3 separate regions of the Zea mays genome follow, and all the other regions are linked to region 1. Evidence: chromatin contacts called from public Hi-C data. All regions are on one chromosome and are shown on one strand. The core of a region is the stretch at or near the end of the contact, and the rest is flanking DNA. Distances in the headings are between cores, read along the strand shown. Region 1 overlaps LOC109944018 (60 kDa jasmonate-induced protein). Region 2 holds the start of LOC103646899 (putative aconitate hydratase, cytoplasmic). Region 3 holds the start of LOC100277967.

What was found. Hi-C and Micro-C count contacts between places; a contact is called where the count stands out from the background.
Region 2: a contact with region 1 is called in a Hi-C map of tassel, with 6 times the contacts expected there. The contact joins the promoter of LOC103646899 here to the enhancer-like site in region 1. A contact is called at or near these places in 13 of 25 Hi-C or Micro-C datasets (bundle sheath, ear, leaf and 4 more) and 2 of 3 datasets of contacts at active chromatin or transcription factors (leaf and seedling).
Region 3: a Hi-C map of ear shows a contact between it and region 1, with 2.4 times the contacts expected there. The contact joins the promoter of LOC100277967 here to the enhancer-like site in region 1. A contact is called at or near these places in 3 of 25 Hi-C or Micro-C datasets (ear, leaf and tassel) and 1 of 3 datasets of contacts at active chromatin or transcription factors (leaf).

The regions. Positions count from the first base shown.
Region 1 is chr2:118,389,267-118,392,419 of Zm-B73-REFERENCE-NAM-5.0, forward strand. It overlaps LOC109944018 (60 kDa jasmonate-induced protein), which reads right to left. Exons shown (of 2, transcript NM_001364797.1): 2 at 2,231-3,017. The coding sequence ends at 2,394. Among protein-coding and RNA genes, the nearest start is that of LOC109944018, 23 kb to the right of the region's middle. Within about 2 kb of position 1,480, at least 5 of the 20 cell types and tissues checked have an H3K27ac peak or open chromatin away from gene starts, as enhancers often do. A contact at or near this core is called in ear and tassel, where this site is marked.
Region 2 is chr2:118,209,895-118,213,047 of Zm-B73-REFERENCE-NAM-5.0, forward strand. LOC103646899 (putative aconitate hydratase, cytoplasmic) reads right to left here and starts at 1,665. Exons shown (of 20, transcript XM_008671525.3): 1 at 1,534-1,665; 2 at 175-279. The coding sequence starts at 1,552.
Region 3 is chr2:118,254,357-118,257,509 of Zm-B73-REFERENCE-NAM-5.0, forward strand. LOC100277967 reads left to right here and starts at 1,660. Exons shown (of 2, transcript NR_176328.1): 1 at 1,660-3,153.

The sequences.
Region 1 (3,153 bases), core at 230-2,729:
GAGGCGGAGGTCCGCCCAAGGTCGCGACTGAACCTGTCTTAAGATTCGATGACGTGTGCCACAGTTTGAAGGAGTGGCCTTCTGCGGGTTTCGCTGGGGAGCAGGTAGCCGGGCTCGGGCGAGGCGGAGTTGGTCCCGAGGGCGAGCCCTGCGTCAGGCGAGACGGAGTTTGCGCCCGAGGTCTAGTCTGCGCCCCTGTCGTATTATATGTCCCATGAGGGTTTGGCAGACGGCGTGCATGTACAGTGGTCGCACGCATAATCATGTTTGGTGAATCTTTGACAACATCACGGTCTTATTGCTACTGTACGCATGCAGCCCTACGTGGGGTAGGTACGCGCATTGAATGCGGTTGTCCCCCAGCGGCCTTTTGGCGAGCCTTGCCACAAGTATTGTCCCTCTCGCCCAAGACGGGCTCGAGCGAGGCGGACATTGCTACCCTGGGGCGAGGGAGCCTCAGCTAGGACGGAGATTCTCCAGAACTCACGCCCCGTTCGACATCGGGCTCAGGCGAGGAGTTTTGGGAAGACCCCTGAGGGGGACCTCACACGAGGCGGAGTTCTTGATTCCTTGTTCTCGGGGGACGTACTTTGATGGTGTCCCTAGGGTTTTAAGCGTGTTTTGGAGGTGTAGTCTGATACCCCTAATTATCATACCCGACATATGTTAACTACCTAAATTATTGATTTAGGAAAGTCTTTTAGAGAACTATTGGAGTTGCTCTAAGCGCTCTTCCCAATAGCGCTTCAGGTTGGCGATGAAGATTGTATCGTCGGCCGCCTCCCTTGTTAAGAAGACTGCTCCAATCGACTAAGCCACATGATATGACTTAGCAAGCCTAAGGACATCTAGCTCGGCCCATTAAGCTAGCAATAGGCAACACCACGCGTGAGGATGCGGAACTCACAGATTAAGAGATGTTAGAATCTTCTCACAACTCAAGTCTCAAACCAATAATATGATATAGATCAGTATGATTGCTAAACGAAGTAAGGCACTAAAAATGCATGGGAACATATATATTAACTGATTCTTCGTCATACCGTAGGAAAAAGATTTTATAACCCTAAGGACTAGTTTGGGAACACCATTTTCCCAAGGGATTCCTATTTTCGCAAGGAAAAATGAGCTAATTTCACTTGAGAAAATGAAAATCCCTTGAGAAAATAGGGTTTCAATCTAGCCCTAAATGTATACGTGGACACGGAGGGAGATATCAGGAAGCGGGAGATGGTATTGTAGCGTAGGGAGTAAAACATAGACAAGTGTGTTTTATAGACGATCGAGAGTCAGGGTCAGCAGAGAGTGCAGATCTATGCTTGGTTCCAATGCACTGTTCAATTGAGATTTTTATGGTTGGATTTTATCAGTTGAATGCACCTCTTTTATTCGAAATTTCACACACTCCACTCAAGTCTCGGTTTGTGCCGTAGCACCATAGCTATGCAATGGCTTAAAGATATGGCCCATTGAAAAATGCGATAGACTAGGACAGCGAAGACGTGGGCTAGATGGCCCAGAGGGCCAAAAGTTGGTCGGCCCATATCAACTTCAAACCGATGTGAACTTTTGATGGTTAGATGGGACCAAATTTTGAATACACCTGTATAAAGAATTTAAATAGCTCAAAACAGAATCAACTCGAATTCATCAGCATATGAAGGTTTGAAACAAAGATGACACTATATATACTGCTCCCAATGTCCATTGCGTCATGCATTCGTAAGACTACCAATGATGCATTCTTGACCAAGGCAAATTTCATCTTGTTCATGGGTTGTCCGTCCATATGCCTTCAATTATGCTTTCTTCTATTCTGAGTGTTCTTAAATCTCTCGAGCTAGATTGTTTAGCATATTCTTGTGATCATGATGATAGGCTATAGTATCAGTGTTGCGTTTATGTCATCCTCATAATCCAAGAAAGCATAGCACGCATTTGAGTATATTTGACCAATGTACTACTGCCTCCGGATAAAATTAGAGTAAATCCTAGATTGTGTAATCAAATTATATTGAAGTATTTAAGCTTTAACAAGATCAAAATTTATGCCAGTAAATGAAAAGAACTTTTAACAAAATGCATGAAGAAGAAAAAAACAGAAGCAAAACAAAAAAACCATCCTAATCACGCACAGCTTATTTTTATGCCTAACCTTAGACGTTGAAATTGAGCGCCTCACTTGAGGCACGCACAGTTTTATTATGCACTATTGCAAATATATTAGAAAAAACCAAAGTGATACTCGCTCTATTTTTATTTATTTGGCGTTCCCACCACGAAATGTTATCTTGCTCTAGTGCAACTGTCTTGTATGAAACATGATTTAAAACCCTTAGTCATTGATACATATAAAAATGCACTCTTGAATTAATGGCTAATAATAATAGGCATTACCAAGGGTACTCCGACCATGAAATTGCCACTTCCAATTCAGCGCCATTTTGTCCAACAAGTCGTTCCGTGTGCTGGCCGTCAATCGCAGGATTGAACTCAAGGACCCCTCCAACAATTTCATCGCCGGAACAGCGATGCAGGTCAAGCTCAATCGTCAGCGGCATGTGCAGCGGCACGGCGAGCGCTTCCCTCGCCAGCTGAATCAGCCCCCCCGGTCGCACGCTCACTCCATTGTCACCCTCTTTGTAGAAGAGCACGCAGCCGACGTCGAACAGCTTGCTGCGAGCAACGATCCTCCCGAGAATGGCGGTGGCGTCTTCTTCTCCGGCTTTGGACACCGGCAGGCGAGCAAGTTTGACAGCGACCCGGCCTTGGACGCCGTTGTTCAGCACGGCATAGATCACTTCAGCGAGGCCATAGCCCATTTGGACAGTCTCGACTATGGCCCTGTTGTAGTTGGAGAAGTCGTCGCCGATGCAGTCGCAGATTATCCTCCCGATGTCCTCGTCGTCCTCAGCGGCTTCTCCGGCTTGCGGGCTGCCATCATGGAGGTAGAAGGTGAAGGCAATTGGACTTTCTGCCGAGGTGGCCATTGATGGCCCAGTTAGCACGAGGTTACCCTGTTTCGGTACAAGAATGCATGAAGAAAGTGGATCACTTCTGTCCTGCCTGCTCATAGACGACAGATGTTGTGATACAATTAACATAACGTCTCGTACGATTTAATTAAACAGACCTAACAATGAAGAAAACGAG
Region 2 (3,153 bases), core at 415-2,914, 180 kb before region 1:
GAGACAAACGCTCTTGTTGAAATTAATGGAAGCGAGTGAACACAACCTAGTTGAAAATGTGAACGTTTATACAGGATTACGTGTACTACTAGCATATATTTGTGCAGACCATATATTTAAAGGTATGCAAATTGCAAAAGGAAGGAAGAAGAAACTGAAAATACAGAAACTTACCGATCCTTGGATCATTTAGTGCGGGAAGGCTGAAGAACTTGCCGTATTCACCACCGCCAGGCTTAATCAGGCTCGTCAATATACGCTTGAAAGCATGCTTGGTAGCTGAGGCAAACACAAGTTCGAAGCAAGGACAGTGGGATTACGTATTGGAGACAAATGATTGCTGTAGAGAAACATTGAATTGAAATGGGCATTTCCTTTGAAGACATTCTGTTACGATAGAAGCCTTGATTTAAGTCTGGAGTCGAAACTAAAGTCATGAGCGACTGAGTTATATATCTGCGGGGCTTAATAATAGAGTAGGTAGTATAGTCATAGTAATAGCTAGTGAAGTGACATGGTGGTAGTAGATTTAGAGCACCTCCGACTCCGACTCGGATCCGATGGAGAGCGTCGTCGCGTGGTTGTAGCTTGGCGCTGGTGGTGACGTCGGGGACGAGGCGGGCACGCAGCAGCTGGTCCGGATGAATCGCGTGGCACCTCGATGAAACAGAGAGGGTCCGTGGGCGGCGGCGGAGGCAGGGGCAGGGGAGGCTTGGCGGCGGAGGCGTGTGCGTGTGGCAACCACCACAGAGGAGCTGCTGCTCCATGGATCGGAGTGGAAGAGGGGCAGGCGGCGGCGGCGGCGGCAGGATGTGGTCCCGCTATCGCGCCCATCCGCCTGCAGCTTGGCTGCCCGGCGCCCAATAGAGGCGGAGGATCTGATGAAACGAAAGGCCGCCGATGGAAAAGCAGCGCCCGCCTCAGTCAAGTGCTCAAGCGCTATGTCATTACTCTCTTCTCCCTCCATGGACAATACTACCCCCCACCCCACCCACCCCTGCAACACGGAAAAGTGTACGCGGCACAACTGTAGGCACTTGTAATCACCACCACCACCACTCCTGCTTTTGCTTGCTCCTCCGGCAAGGTCGTCGGCGCTTCATTAGTGATTTCCTCTGGTCTGGCTCCATCTTGAAGCTACGATCCAAGCCTCTTATAGATCCACATGCCAGGATATCGATCGATCTGATCGAGCGCTTGGCAAGAGATGCAAAGAGCGAATTCATCTGTATTATTTAATTGTGCAGCAGATTCTACTCGAATTTGCTGCTTAATTGGCATCTGCTTGCTGGTGGCTGCTGGAAAGTGCAAGCATCGTGCTGCATGCATGCTTTTTCATCTGCATATACCATGTACTAGCTGCTAGCTACTACGTACTATCACAGCAGGCTGTGTGTGTGATTTAAATCAGTTAGCCAACCACGTACGTACGTACAGTACAAGCAAGGAATGCATATATATATACAATTCAATTCGCAAATTAAAAGCTATATATATTGGCTAGCTCGGCGACCCTCTGCTTATATTAATTACCTGTTGAGTTGGCGGCCATGGCGCGTTCGACGTGAGGCGGCAGGAGCTATAGGTCGTCGCCGGTCGGCCAGCACGACGAGAGAGGAGATAGATGATGGAGGCCTCAACACAAAGAACAAGTGATGAGGACGACGACCAGGCAAGCAGCTTTCTTATACGCACAGAGAAAACACAGAGAGCAGCCGGCCAGCAGGGACATGGTAATTTTTTTGTGTCCATTATGCTTACCGTACACTAATTATTAAGTCACGGGTGAAACAAGCCCGGCCATGATACATGCAGACGTTATTATTAACATGTACGATGAATCTCATGTTGCTATACTACTAGTATTCTTCTTTAAAATGTAGGGAAAAATCTACATAATTTCTATTAAGGGCTCGTTTGGCATATATATAGGTTCGCTCCATAATTCTCTAACTTCGAGAGCTGATTCTCCAATATAGTGATTCCGATTTATTCTGTAGCAGAAGTGAATTTATTTGACAAAAACTATTCTCTAACTTCATGGAGATTTTTACCATTTAGCTCTGTAGGAGTGATTCTTGTTGTGAACGGAGCTGTAAAAGCTCTGCCAAACGCCCCCCCTAAATAAATCTTGCGTTGTAAATGAAGAGCGCTTAGTAGATTTTAATTTCTGATGCTACTAGCTTCCTTATGTGTGAAACATGAATCTCATGGTTGCTCATAGGACAGTTCACGTATCACTAAACTCACACAACTCGATTTTCGTTCTAAAACAAATTATCTAAATATGGAGCAAACATTCTTGAAATAAGGCTATCTGTACTCTAAATTTCTATCTTAAAAATAATATTCTATCCTGGTCATCAAGATAGTCTACATATACTATAATTTATCGTAATCATATTTACTCTATATCTCAACTCTATACCAATTAACACATATTATATTATTTTCTTTCTACTGCTACTAGCACAGTTATTTCGAGTCATCTTTTTACAAATAACTCCTCACATCTATTTCAAATTAACCCGATGCACGTCCGTCCCCTCCGCGCAACGGCTCGTTAGGCCCGACGGCCGCAGTTCCGCCCAGACACGGCACGTGGGCCCGACGGACCCTTTGGTTAAATCATCGTAAAATGTTAAAAAACGGTGCAGGAGGTGGGGTTCGAACCCACACCCTAATAATGGAAGAAGAGTGAGAGACACTAGGTGAAACTGTTTAACCAGTAGAACATCATGTTCAGATGTTTTTAATATTGAATATGAATTGTACATATGTATATACGATTTTTTGTAAAATACAAAAAAAATCGTGTCGGTCCGAGGCTACGGCCCAAGCATGGCACGTCGCTCGTGCCGAGCTGCCCCATGCACTATTAAATGGGTCGTGCCTCGGGCCGGCCCACCAGACACGACCCATTTGGCCAGCAGTTATACCTCCACACAATAATTATGGTCATCGTCTCAGTTGCCACCACCTTGTTCGCCATCCTGCTTCTTTTCTCTCCCCTCATGCCTGCGCCTCCGCGCCACCCCATTCTCGATAGAGGGTGTGGGAGCATGTGCCTCCTCCCCGTATTCGTCGACACCAGCCCCGACTCTGACCCGCACAGTGGCTATTGCACGTCCACGAGGACGTTTCACAGCATGC
Region 3 (3,153 bases), core at 410-2,909, 130 kb before region 1:
CTTGAGGAGAAACATCTTCAACATCAAGCCGACTCAACCCGACAGTACTCCGAGCTTGAGGAGAAGTATTCCCAAGGTTAGATCGACCTGGCTCGGGTTTCTACTTCTTTAGACGATGCATATTCTTTGAATTCTTCTCTTAATGCTCGGCTTGATTCTGAAAGGGCGGCTAACGAGGTAAGCTTACTTAATTGGATCTGCCGTGATTTTACTGCTTACTAGATGCTTGAGAGTTGATTCTTGTTTGTAGGAGAAGAAACGAGCACTTGCAGCCTCTCGCGATAATCTGGATAGGTTGTATCGTGATGCCAGCACTTCCTTAACTATCTTGGAAAGGAGCCACCGTTTTACCATGACAGATCTGGATCATCATCGTCATGAACTGCAAGTATCCCAGGATGAGATCCTGCGGCTTAGGCAGTTAGTGTCAAGCAAGGACTCCATCATCAAAGATATGCGTGCCTCCAAGAGACCAGTCGCCCAGGAGCTAGAGGCTGCTCGACTGGCTACCAAAGTTGTAGAGGACAACTGCGCTGCTCTAAAAGCCCAGCGTGACAAGGCTATGGACAAAGCCATTCGCGCGGGGCAAATCTTGATGAGAAGGCCCGGTGTAGTTGTTCCTGATGACATTGTTGCAGACAAATCTTGACAAGGCTATGGACAAAGCCATACGCCTGATGCTTCGAGTCGCCCTTCCTCCTTGGTTGCTCCTGCGAAAGACATTGCCAAATAGAGAAGTTTTGCTGTGTTTAGAAGATACTGAATGCATTTGTGAACTATATGTGTGTGTGATCAGTGCGCTCGAATACTTGGTAGGATATAAGAATGTGTTCTTGGCGCTGAAAGCTATAACATTTTGTTTCTGCTGTTTATATTTCAACAGTCGTTATGAACGTTTGCAGAAGTAAGTGTGGCATGCTGGTTTTTGGAATCTTTTCCTAATTTATGCCAATTGATCAGCTGGTAATGTAACACCCTGGTGTTTATATTCCGCTCGATAACGAGTACGGATTTAAGCACGCAATATCAGTGGATAACACGAATTTTAAATTTTAATCATCCTCGCTTATCGCGATTTTAATATCGCATCTGTTCCGTTTGTCGCGAGTGCGACATCATTTTTACTTATATTTATTCGGGCTCTTCCAAAATTTTCGTGATGTTCGGAACATCGTCGTTCCGAAAATCGGTGCGTCTGATGATTAATTGAAATTCATCGCCGCGCGAATCCGAATTCAGAAGCTCGACCTCCTTCTACGCCTTTTTATCCCGGACAGATTAATTTGAACTCAACGACTAAAATGTTCGGGGCAAAATAATCTGTGTCGCGCGAACTCGTGCGCGAGGTTAAGATCCAATTTTTCCGTCTGCATGCTGTTTTGGCGACGGAAACACGTGTACAGTAGTGGATCTGGTTTCAACTAATTGCGGTCGAATCATGCCGAACAAATTATTAGTGCCGAAATCAGTTTATTTCGGTCTGTTGTTCTCGCCTGGATCCAAATCTTCGGATGTAACCAATTATTAAACAATTTGGTTCCCACTCGTCCACTGTAAAATCACGTACGTGGATCAGTAATTGAGCCTTGATTCACTAGTAAATCATCCGTGGCCGTGGAACTAGATGTTCAGACCGCAGGTAAATTTATCAGATTTCGAATCAAACTGAACTGTGTCGCAAGTATTGCCGACCTTTTTGTTATCGCTAGAAATCGTCATCAAATATTGGTAATTTTATTAATAAAATAAACAGAAAAGTGGAAAAAATCTGAAAAAGATCTCAGCCGATCTCATCCGCTCTCTCTCGGTTGGAATTTTGCAGCCGCCGCTCTACTCCCTGGATTTTTCTGCGCTCAGCGTCTTCCTCTGCCGCACGTCGGCAATAGTTCTCCTCCCTCCAGCTCGCCGGCGTTATCCTCTGCGCCGCTTTGGCTTACAAAAATCCTGGCTGCCGGTGTTTATCTCCTCACGGCGCCGCCCTGGGACTCTTCAAATACCCTGCCGTGCTCTCTCTCTTCAATGTTCCTCTCGTTCCCTGACGAGCTGCCATGGCGTCCACGTCTGTCGCGGTATCCTGGCTCCTCGCCCAGGACGGCACTCGGCCCTGCCCCTACCCCAACTTCCTGCACGCCATGGAGATTTCTTCAAGCTCGCTCCAACGCCGCTCCTTTTCCCCAACCGCGCCAGGCGGTCTGTCTCCCTGTGCGCTCGATTTAGTTCGGTTTCTTCCCTGGACGCGCGCTCTGCAGCTTGCCGGAGCACCCTGCGTCGCGCCCGGGTGCTTTGCTTCTTGCTCGCCGAGCCCTCCCCAGCTCGTGGATCTCCCTCGCCGGCGTCCTCTGCTCCTCCTGGTTGCTGAGGCCTCTCCTATGGCCGCGCGCCGTGTTGGTCTCCGGCTCGCCCCTGCTCATCTTCCCTTGGCCGCGGGCCCTTGCCATGCTCGCCGAGCTCCCTCTGCTCTTCTCTGCTCGCCGAGATTCTCCCTGGTGTCGTGCTCCTCCCCCTCACCCTGCTCGCTCGTAGCCGTGGCAGCTGAGCGGTTCTTCCCCCAGCACATCCTCTACCCTGGTCGGCGTTCCTCTCTCTCCTCATCTCCATGGCCGGAGCTCCCATGTGCCGTGCGCCCTGGTTCTTGCCCCCACGCGCGCCTGCTTCCCTGCTCGGATTCAGTCCTGCGCGCAGCCGCTTTTCATCTCCCTGCTCAGCTCGCTGCGCCAAACTGCCCAGCGCCGCGCGCCTGGCTCGGCCGTCTCTAGCTCGCCTTGCTCCCTGCTGCTCGCCCGGTCGAGCTCCCTGATCGCCGCGCCGTGAATTTTCCTGCGCGCGCGTGTCTCCTTGCGCACGCCCAGCACCCTGGATTTCCGGATCTCGCGCGCCCCTGGCTCCTCTGTTGGTCGCGCGGTTGTTTCTTGCTTCCTGCGCGCGCGAGCTCGCCATCCATTTTGCTCGCCTCTGCTTCCACCCAGAATTCCCATGGCCAGAGCTTTCCCCTAGCCCGGATCTCACCCAGTCGCCCAGCTCGGCTCTGTCCATACTCCAGCTCGCCCCCTCTGTTTGTTCTCGCTACTGGGTCGGGTCTGCTCGGCCGCTGAGTGTCCGACCCGCTCTTCTGCACGCAGTTCGCCCCAACTCCTGTCTGTAGTGGTCGCCAGT